Regions from separate parts of the Anas platyrhynchos genome. Here region 2 is linked to region 1. Evidence: chromatin contacts called from public Hi-C data. All regions are on one chromosome and are shown on one strand. Each heading gives the region's core, a stretch centred on a gene start, on an enhancer-like site or on the middle of the called end of the contact. The rest is flanking DNA. Distances are from core to core; before and after follow the strand shown. Region 1 overlaps PSMB1 (proteasome 20S subunit beta 1). Region 2 holds the start of DLL1 (delta like canonical Notch ligand 1).

The links. A called contact is a pair of places that touch in the nucleus more often than the background predicts.
Region 2: a Hi-C map of subcutaneous adipose tissue shows a contact between it and region 1, with 2.5 times the contacts expected there. The contact joins the promoter of DLL1 here to the enhancer-like site in region 1. A contact is called at or near these places in 4 of 8 Hi-C or Micro-C datasets (liver, skeletal muscle and subcutaneous adipose tissue).

What each region holds. Positions count from the first base shown.
Region 1 is chr3:45,320,213-45,325,202 of IASCAAS_PekinDuck_T2T, forward strand. PSMB1 (proteasome 20S subunit beta 1) reads left to right here. Exons shown (of 6, transcript XM_027454202.3): 6 at 868-1,144. The coding sequence ends at 1,053. Among named protein-coding and RNA genes, the nearest start is that of PSMB1, 6.5 kb to the left of the region's middle. Within about 2 kb of position 2,304, at least 1 of the 8 cell types and tissues checked has an H3K27ac peak or open chromatin away from gene starts, as enhancers often do.
Region 2 is chr3:45,430,139-45,435,128 of IASCAAS_PekinDuck_T2T, forward strand. DLL1 (delta like canonical Notch ligand 1) reads left to right here and starts at 2,927. Exons shown (of 12, transcript XM_038176672.2): 1 at 2,927-2,942. All of the region lies in intron 1 of FAM120B (family with sequence similarity 120 member B), which reads right to left.

The sequences.
Region 1 (4,990 bases), core at 1,054-3,553:
AAGAATGTTGCATAAAACTTGCATAAAACTGCTGGAAACTTATGTTATATCTGTCAAAAGAGTTGAGTATCTTCATGTTTAGTTTAAGCTGTTAATCGTTGAATGAGAGAAATACCAAAGCACATTTTACTCATTTGGTTCTTAGATATTGGTGCTGGTATTGTTAGTCAGTTGAGCCTGATGCCAACACAACTTAAGAGTGCTTACTGCTTTTTTAAGCACTTAGTTTTTTTCAGCTAAGAAAGGAATAGCATCTTTCCAGTTTTCTTAACAATTAAAGTTTCTCAGCTTTGTTTCAGTTTTGAGCTTCATTAACTGGAGAGAATAAAACATTTTCTACCATAAGTTGCGTTATTTATCATTTCTGAATTTGAGGCGTAGTAAATCACTCTTCCAATTCTAACATTGACTTAATGACTAGAATATATTTAATGGGGCAGATCATGTTCTATTATGGGCTATTATTTTAAATTCTGGGTGCATTTAGGAAAACTTGCTTCTAAGAAATGCTTTAACTATGAAATGACTGGAGAAAGGGCTTGTGTGCAGTTCTGATGCTGCTAACCCAGTGAGAAGTTTCTGAACAAACAGATCAGTATCTTGCATATGCTGAATATTAGTAGGAGAGGCTATGCTTTATACTAGATCTGCTTCCGTTTACTTACGTATGAATATCAGCATAGGTAAAGTTCTGATCACGCAGCTATAAACTGTATGGAGGACTGCTTTTGCCAACTCTGTTTTTAAAACAGACTAATCATTTCTTTTGAAGTTGTCTAAATCTGCTCGTTCTAGTGCAGAGATTGAAACAGCTTTTGTGCTAGATGGAATGTACTTCATTTAAAAAGCATTTTCATCTCTTCTTAGATTGGCTTCAAGAACATGCAAAATGTGGAGCATGTACCTCTGACCCTGGAAAAGGCTTTGCAGCTGGTTAAAGATGTCTTTATTTCTGCTGCTGAGAGAGATGTATACACTGGTGATGCACTTAAGATTTGTGTGGTCACAAAAGATGGAATTAAAGAGGAAACCATCCAATTGCGGAAAGACTAATACAGTTCACATACAAACATGTAATCTATGGAATACAACTTAACTGTATCATGAAGATGTTTGTCTTATTAAATTTTTTCAAGAAGTTTGACTACTGTAATGCCGAGTATTTTCTGTCTGGTAGAAGTGATAGTGGTGTTTTTGGTGTGGGGGTTTTTTGTTGATTTTTTAGAAACCCAATTTGTGGCGAGGATGATATTAAATGTTTGTCTAAGTCAATTTGGTTCATCTCATCTTCATCTATTAATCGATCTAATTACATTGTCAATTTAATCCTCTTCTTGCAGTCCCATATGCTACAACATGGAGGATTGTGAACTTGCTAAAATTAGATTGACAGCTTTTCTGATGATGCTTTCTGTTCAGCCTCGGTTTAGTGAGGAAAAGCATTTGTTGTGTTTGTTCCTGCTGTCTTCTCCGTACTTCATAGCTTACTTTTCCCATCTTCTTGTTTATCTTTCTGATGTGCTGTTCTGGCATCTGACCTCTGTATTTATTTACAGATGATAAATCTGAGTTGCCTGAAACAAATTTATCTGCATAAGAGGGAAGAATGTTACATGGAACTTTTCAAAGTTTAGTCCTGAACTCAGCATCTTGACTCACCTCCACATTTGTATTTGGTTGGTGTCCAAAACGGAAGCAGCGTCCTTTTCTGGCTTCTGATGGATAATAGCTTAGCGTGGAGATTCTTGGAAGCCTGTTAACGTTGAGGGTGAAGCTGTCAGTCCTACTAACTTGATTCTCAGGAAATTGCATCAAGCATAGACAGTCAGATCCATGGGAATCTGGCTTGGGTACTAGGACCTTCAGAAAAGCAGAGATGAGTAATCAAGGGCAGAATCATCTGTTGTACAGGAACTTGTTCAGTTTCTACTCATTCAGAAAAGGACATATAAAAAAATATCTCTTTGCTTGAGGTGCCATGCTTGATCTTTATAAAAACAATTCTGTTTGAGCCTGCAGTAAGCTTGTGGCTTGTTTGAAGGTGGCTGACTGCCTTGGGTGCAGCATTGTGGGTGTCGTGCAATTTTTTTTTAGCTTTGGCTAGTCTTCATCAATGACGGTAGTTTCAGGCTTTCTGGACAGTTCAAACAGCAGGTAACTGGCACCAATAGTGAAAGACATGGCACGTTTCAAAGGACTCTGGATGTGTTTAGGAAATCCAGTGAGTGACAACTTGAACACTTTGGGAAGCTGCTACTGCTCATGAAACCCTTTGACCACTGGGTGCCACTGTTGGGCCGTGTCAGGAGGGAACAGCTCGTCCCAGAAGGATCAGCCGCAGTAAAGGGACACAGCATCCCGGGCTGAAGTCACTTGATCCCACAAGTCAGAACTTCCAGGCGCATTCCAGTAACTTACAGGGATGCTTAAGATTATTTGCAAAAGCCATCTTAAACGGGCACAGTTGTAGACTTGATTTTGTAGCTACAGGCTGTGCCTCACTGAGCAAATCGAACACTGTGCAGTAATTCCAAGAACTAAAACCTCACATCTACTTAAAACACAAACCTGGAATGCTAAACTAAATACACACTGTTACTTCAATAAATTAAATTAAAGCACCTTCAGCTCAGCTATCTTTGATACCAATTCCATGCTGATTTGCTAAAGTGTCTCATGAAAAAATGTTAGTTTTGCACAATTGCTGGACTCCAGTGAGACTGGATAGTACTAAAGTTGCAGTGGTAAGCAGCTCACGCTAACAAGTTGACGTGCCTGCCTTTTGGACAGCTCTGTTTCCAATATGCAAGATCTAAACGGTTACTAAGGAAAGGCAACAAACAAGGATCTAATTTGTACCTGAATGAATTTAATGTTCTTGATAGATGCCAAATGTGTAGGAGAGTTGCACTGATTCAATTTAAAAGACTGATTTCGAATTTGGATGCTCGTATAGTCAAAGGTGAAGTTTATATGAAAACTAAATGCACGTCCAACAGACGTAAAGAATTACGTGTTCTAGTTCGAGGTGTCTAGGCTTGTCGGTAAGTTGTTTCAGGAGGAACGCCAGGTGATTTGAGTGTTCAGGTCAGAGGGGAGATACAGCAGGTACTGGGGATGCAAGTTTTCTTGCTACTGGGCACCAGTGCTGTCCAGTTGGAGCACTGGTACAGACGAGATGGCCATTTTGTGTCCTCAGTTCTCCTGTGGAGTATGTCTGGTTGAAGAACCAACAGGGGATGAGAGCTTTTACACAGGCTTGTTGGACTGGAAATACCAATGCCATTTTTTTCAGGAATACCCTGACTTTTCACAACCCTCCTTAGTTTTGTGCTGGTACTTTGTGTATATAAATCAGGTCAGTAGCCGTGTTGCACTGTCTACCATGTCAATTAATGCTTTATGAAGTACTGTGAGCACTATCTAGTTACACAGCTGCCCAGGGTAGTACACTGTGGAGGTACAGCTAGGCAAAACAAATAGAAGAATAAAATAATAAGAAGAATAAATAGAAGAATACCACTTACAGTTCCTAGAAGCAGAGCTCTGGCATTGGCAGTTCTACTTGGCTAGGGATGAGATGTCTCAGACTTTGATGGAAGAGAAGGGAGAAGAAAAGTGTTTGTCTTGCAATACCCTTTCTTAGTATTAAGTTACACGTTTATTTCAAAAGCCAGCTGTGCTGCAGAATTTGGTTAATCTTGGCACGAGCACTTTTAACCACCTTGATCGAGTGCTTGCAAGTGACATGGCAAAAGAAGAGCAAGTGCACAAAGCCGCGACAGCGAGCTCCTCTTCGTCTGGAGCAGTACTAACCCAGTCCTTCAGATGGCAATAGTTAGCTGCTCTAGCTGGCCTCACCACCGTTACACACGGGGTGGGTAAAAATAGTCATGCAGACTTCACCCGTTTCCCACTGTAACATGCTTCGCAGTAGTGTTTATTGAGGGGATGGGAGGCTTTATTTTGATCCCAGCCAAATGGCAGCACACTGTTGCTTATATAAGGGACGGCGCAAGGTCAGAATCAGCCCTGATGACTAGGTTTGTAAGGAAGTAGACCCTGCTTTATTTTAGACACATGTTTTCAGCAGGATTGTTTATGTGGCAAATCCATTTTGTGTACAGGGGAGGGGGCTTGTTATTATGGAAAGTGAAAGTGCTTGACAGGGCATATATACTGCATCCATGCTTCTAGAGCTAGTTCGCTGTGTCACTGCTGCGTGGAGGATAAGTTGAATTTCCCTTTATTAAGGTGATCTCAAGATTGTTCTGTAAAACAACATTTTATGATTCAAGCACTGGGCTCTCTCACTCCATGAAGACATTTCTCCTTTTTACAGAGAGATGTCTGCAACACTACATGCCTCTGTGAGGGGGGAGGCAGGAGCGGGGCTGCTTCTATGTTATTGCTGTTTCATGGGGAAAAACAGTGATATGGGAATTATAAAACACGATTTGAAGTATAGCAGTCTGAAGCAATCCTACTGCAACTCGCCCCTTTCCACTATTTATATGCTTACGGGGCAAAACTGTAATTTCCCACACTTGGAAAAACTTTTTTTTTTTGATACTGCAGAATTATCCAAACTGGAAACCAAGAAGAAGTAGGCTTTCCAAGTACTCTGCTGAGTGACTCTGGGTTTTACAAACCTAAGCTTGGGGAGAAGTGGCAGGAGCAAGTAGGGAATGATTAAAAAAAGCATTCATACGAATCTGAGCAAAATAAAGCAATTCTGTTTCTCCTGAGGCTAGTGGAAGATAGTTTTAAGAGCATACAGTAGCTGCTGCCCTGTTCGGGGCTCCTGATGTGGAGTCAGGAACCAACTTTTGACTGAAAAGGATTTGGGAGTGACAGCTTTCAAATTCTTTCTTTCAGTCAGCTTTTGTTTAATATGAATGTCCTTTGCTTTTAGGCCAACTGGGGCAGTTGTAAAACAGACAATGTGGCACATAGGCCTGAAGTTAACCAAGATTTGTCTCCAGAACTG
Region 2 (4,990 bases), core at 1,677-4,176, 110 kb after region 1:
GCAGAAGGTCAATAATGGTAGAAGAGGGACTGAAGTGCTGGATGTTGGAACATCGTTTCGTAAGAGTGGCAAACCTGTGAGCTTTGTGCAACAGACGAACTGTTTAAAGCCGGATACTTATTTTTTTGTGAAACTGAGACCTCAGGTTTGCACGGGATCTCAGCTGCAAGGCTAAAAAAACGTTCTTTATTCTCAGAAAATGCAATCTGCAGGAAGAAAAAAAAAAAAAAAGGAAAGAAAATCCTCCCCCACCCCAGTAATCAGGGGTGTCTTCCTTCCTTCCGATGTTTACACAAGCACCAGGATCCAGGGGACACCCCAGGAACTTTCTGCAGGCCGAACACCGCTGACTTTATGTCGCCAGCACCCCCCCACCACCACCACAGGGATTTTATCGTCCCCTCAGCGATTTTATCGTCCCCCCACGAGGCGCAGCGCTGCTGCCGCCACCCCCAGCCGCCCTCGCAGAACACCCTGGGGCCGAGGAGGGACAAGGGGCAAGGTCCCCCCGCTCCCTTCCCGGCCGCAAGGGGCCGAGCCCCCCCCGGGGCCATGCTGCGAGCGGGGCTCCCCCACAGCCCCCCCCGCCCACCCGCTTCGGCCATTAAACGGCACCCCCGGCACTGACCCGAGCCTGCGCTTCCGCTTCCCCGCGGGCGGGGCTGCGCATGCGCGCAGCGGCCGGGCCGGGCCGCGCTGAGGGGCCGCGGGCAGCGCAATGGCGGCCGGGGGGGGTGGTGTGGGGGAACGGGGCCGCCCGCGGCTCGGTGCCCCCCGGCATCGTGCGGGCACCGTGGGGCTCAGGGGCTCGGTGTGGGCCGGAACGAACCCGGGCAGAACCAGGGAGGGGGATGTGAGAGAGGCACGCGCAGTGAAGCAGTTTAAAAAATAATAATAATAAAAAAAAAGTCAGCAAAACACCCGCTGAGGCGGTTTGAAAATTAAAAAGTGCCAACAAAACACCCCTTGAAGCAGTTTAAAAAACAAAAACCACGAACAAAACTACAACAAAAAACACAGAACCCCAAGCCACATGTCCAAGGTTTATGTCACCTTTTGGCCGCGCAACCTATTGACTGACACATCGGGGGGAAAAACAGTGGGATTTGGTCAACAAAGCGGCCCCTGGGACCTCGAGGGCAAAATCTGAGGGTTTTGAGGGCAAAACTGGGGGCCAGATTGGGTCTCCTGGGCTTTGTGGTGAGCGGGGAGCCCTGCGGCAGGCCCACCTCCGCCCTGCAGGCAACAGGTGGGGGCCTGGATAACTCCACATGTTTTCAGGGGGGAAGGAGGGGGCCGGGGAGCCGATGGAGGGCTGAGATCAGATGTTGCTGCCGGTGAAAAATTAAACAGAGCGGTGCTCTGGGGAGCACAGATTAATATATTTGGTGACTCCGCGCGCACAAAGCCTCGCCATTGTGGCCGTATCTGAATGCCTGTGAATAGGACGGAGCATATGTGGCCTGTCACCGCAGGTGCCCACATCTGTTCGTCTCCGGGCAGATGCTCTCAGAAAAGGGGAGAGCATTTCCAAAAGCACGGGCCCGCCCCATCCATACCCATCCTCTGCCTCGTAATCACCTTCTGCGGAGCAGTTTCAGCCCCCCTCCCCGCGTGTACGAAGCCGCAGAGAGATGCGGAAAGAAATGGAAACAACGCAAATTGGAAGTGGCTCGGAAAGCCCTGAAAACATACGACCAGACTGCTGCCACCCCCCAAAGTTTATTAGCAGCAGGTTTTGCGCTGCAGCCAGCACACAATACACAAGATGTGCGCACCATGCGAGGGGGGTTGCGGGCCACAGGGGAGCAGAAAACCCCTTCATGCATGAAACGCGGTACAGTACAGCGGCACGCTGTGCTGACTGTCACAGGCAAGGAGTGGTCTGCTCCTTGCAGTAGCAGTTTGCACATACTCTTTGGAGTTCTGGCTTAAGATGATGATAAATAAAGCCAGGGGAAAAGGAAGAGGGGGGTTCCCCATGAGAAATGCTGAACGCGGTAAATATTGCTACCAAGGTTGGTAGCAGAGGGGAATATTTCCAGCCATCCCATGAAATCTCATTGCCAGAGTGCAACACATTTTTCTGAGAAGTGCTATAACTCTTTTTTTTTTTTTTTTCCCCGGTGTGCATGATTTGAGCCAGCTCATGGCCTGTCCCCCCTGCTCCAGGACACTGACACTGATGCATGCCAGGCCACGGCTCCGCAGGGGGCCTACACTGGCCTTGCCTGATGGGGCAGGTGGTGTGCTTGGGATCGCAGGGTGTTTTGGGTTGGTTGGTGGTCAGCACAGGAACTGTGGTTTCTAGGATGTTTAAGGTCGCAAGCCTGGGGTTAAAAGGGGCAAACTTCTGTAGCAGTAGGGCTGAGCTGCACCCAAGCAGGGCACGGAAGATGCGGTAATTTAAGTACCACACCTCTTCTGCTGATGAGGTAAAGAAACAGGGTGGAAGGTTTGGGCTGTTTCAACAGATTGGAGGTCAAGGGAGTGAGCGGACCTTCATCCAGCCTAGGGACAGCCAGGGGAAGGCGCCTTCCCTGGTTGGGGTGAGCCCAAGGGCCTGGAGGATGGCAGGGGGCAAGGAGTGGGGGAGCCTCTCCCACGGCCAGCCTGCAGCAGGGATGTGCAGCCCACCGCAACCCTTCCCCTTTTGGGAGCGTGCTCGCACACACACGAGTGGCCAATTTTATCCCTCGCAGTTTCCCACAAGCAAAATCGCGTCGGAAACGAGCCAGGGAGAAAACCCAAACAAACAAGTAGCGCAGGGGAGCGGGGGCGGCAGGGGGGGGGAAGGGGGGGCTCGCTTTCTCCTCGTGTGCCATCAGAAAAACACATATAGGGGCCACTTTGGGATTTGCCCGGGGAAGGGTTGGAGAGCAGCTGGCTGCGGTAATCTCATCGGGAGACAAAGGAATGCCCCGCCGGTCCTAGGATCACAGGTAAACACACAGCCATTGTCATGAAAATGAGGGGCTAGGATAGGGCTGGAGCAGATGATTTGCGATTTGAAAATAGGGGGCTGGGGGGGGGGGGGGGGGGGGAAGGGAGGGAAGGCCCGGAGCTGCTTATCTATCATCTGGCCTCTCTGTGTGCCAGCTGAGCCACGCGACTGCCCTTTCTTATTCTAATCAGCACATGCCTTTGCAACTTTGGGCTAACCTACATGCGCAACTTGGTAATCCCCCTCCCCGCACACGGCAAGCGCGGCCCGGCGCCCCCGGGGGACCGCGGGCGGGGGTCGGGGACCGGGGGCGGGGGGCTCGGCGCCCCTGGGGAGGGGGTGAGGGGGGGGGGGTAGGGGGGACACGGGCAGCACGGCGGGCACCGCGCCGAGCCCCGGCCGCCGGGGACGCGGCTCCCGCTTCCCCCGCCGGCCCCGGGGACACCTGACGGGGGGCTGCGGCGGAGGGGCTCCCGCATGCCTGCGGAGGGGCTAGGGGGCTAATTAAAATATTATGCACACTCGGCTACACATAGCTCCACACGTAACGGCGGCGCACCGTTCGCCATATGCCCGCAGCCCCCCGGCCCGGGCGAGGGAGGCTCGCAGGGCGGTGAATTCAGCGCCTCGCCCTCATTAGCAGCCCCCCCGCCACCCCTCTACCCCCCCTTTTGGAAGTGACTTTTCCCATAATCTGGCTTGTTTGGAAATAGCGGCCGATGGGATGCTCTCGGCTTGCAAAGCCTCGCCGGGGAGCGGGGGCATCGAGCGGGACCCCCGGGGTGGGAGCCGCTCCCCGAGGGCAGAGCCGGGCCAAACCGAGCTGGGCCAAACCGAGCCGGGTCAAACCGAGCCGGGCCGGGCCAAACCGAGCCGGTGGAGGCGGGCAGCATCGCGGGGGGAGCGCGGTGCGGAGACACGCGGTTGGGAGCGAAAAAGCGCCATTTGGTTAGGAGCAGATGGCTGGCTAGGGGGCTGATCGCGTCTAAAGGCGTGTCATCCCCCTTCAGCGAGAATCCCTAAGGGCTCCCCTTGTCTTCAAAATCAATGAAAATTAAAGTGCAGAGAATGGATGAATAGTTAGACCTCGAGTCCCTCCTTTGTTCGCCTCAGCTACTGGTGGGCAGGAGTTAAACTACAACAGCCTCCTATAGAAACACTTAAGTTAAACAGTCTCCCCGTTAGCCCAGCATCTGAAAGAGAGAGGGAGAGGGGGGAAAAAAGCAGAAAAAGGAGCTTTCTGCTTGATTTCCCCAATACAGAATCGCGTGGCATAAATTAAGCCGGAGAAGAATGAGCGCCGTGGGCAGGATCCTGCCGGCTCTCACGGCGCCTTTCAGTCACGCTCAGCAGCGGTAATCGAGAAATCTGTGCCACGTCAATTTAACAAATACCCGGTACCGAAGGGGGGTTGTTAAGGATTTGGGGGCAAGGCTTTTTTTTTTTTTTTCGGGGCTTTTTTTTTTTTTTTCGCTAGGTTAAAGCCCTCGCGCGTGTAACTTTTTATTTCCACTTTTTTAAGCAAGGGGATGCTACTGGACCAACTTTCTACCTCTCGTTGATCCCTGGTGATACACCACGTCTCACCGACGTGTCACCTCCAAATTTCAAGAGATATTCCCCCCCCCCCCAATCCACTTGCTTAGTGGGCCGATCATTTTTTTTTTTTTTTTTCCCTCCCCACTCCCCACTCTCTCCCTTTCCTGGGGATAACCCTGCAGCCAAGTTCGCGAAGCAGCGGCAAAGCCACTCGAAAAGATGTTGTCGCTAGGTGGCAAAAGTAATTTACGGTTCGTGCCGCCGGGGCTGCCGGGTGCGCGGCGCCCGCCCGCTGCCCGCTGCCCCCTGCCCGCTTCGGGGGTGGCTTTCCCCGTTTCGCCCCCGGTCCCCGGGCGAGAGCATCCTCGCTTCTGCCTGCCCAGAGCCTCGGCACGGCGCTGCCCGGCCGCGGGTGCGGGGGAAAAGCAAACATTCCTGCACATTTCAGCTTTCTCTGGAGGGTCGGGGGCAGGGAGGGGGGCGAAGAGCCTTCTCCTCCTCTACCTG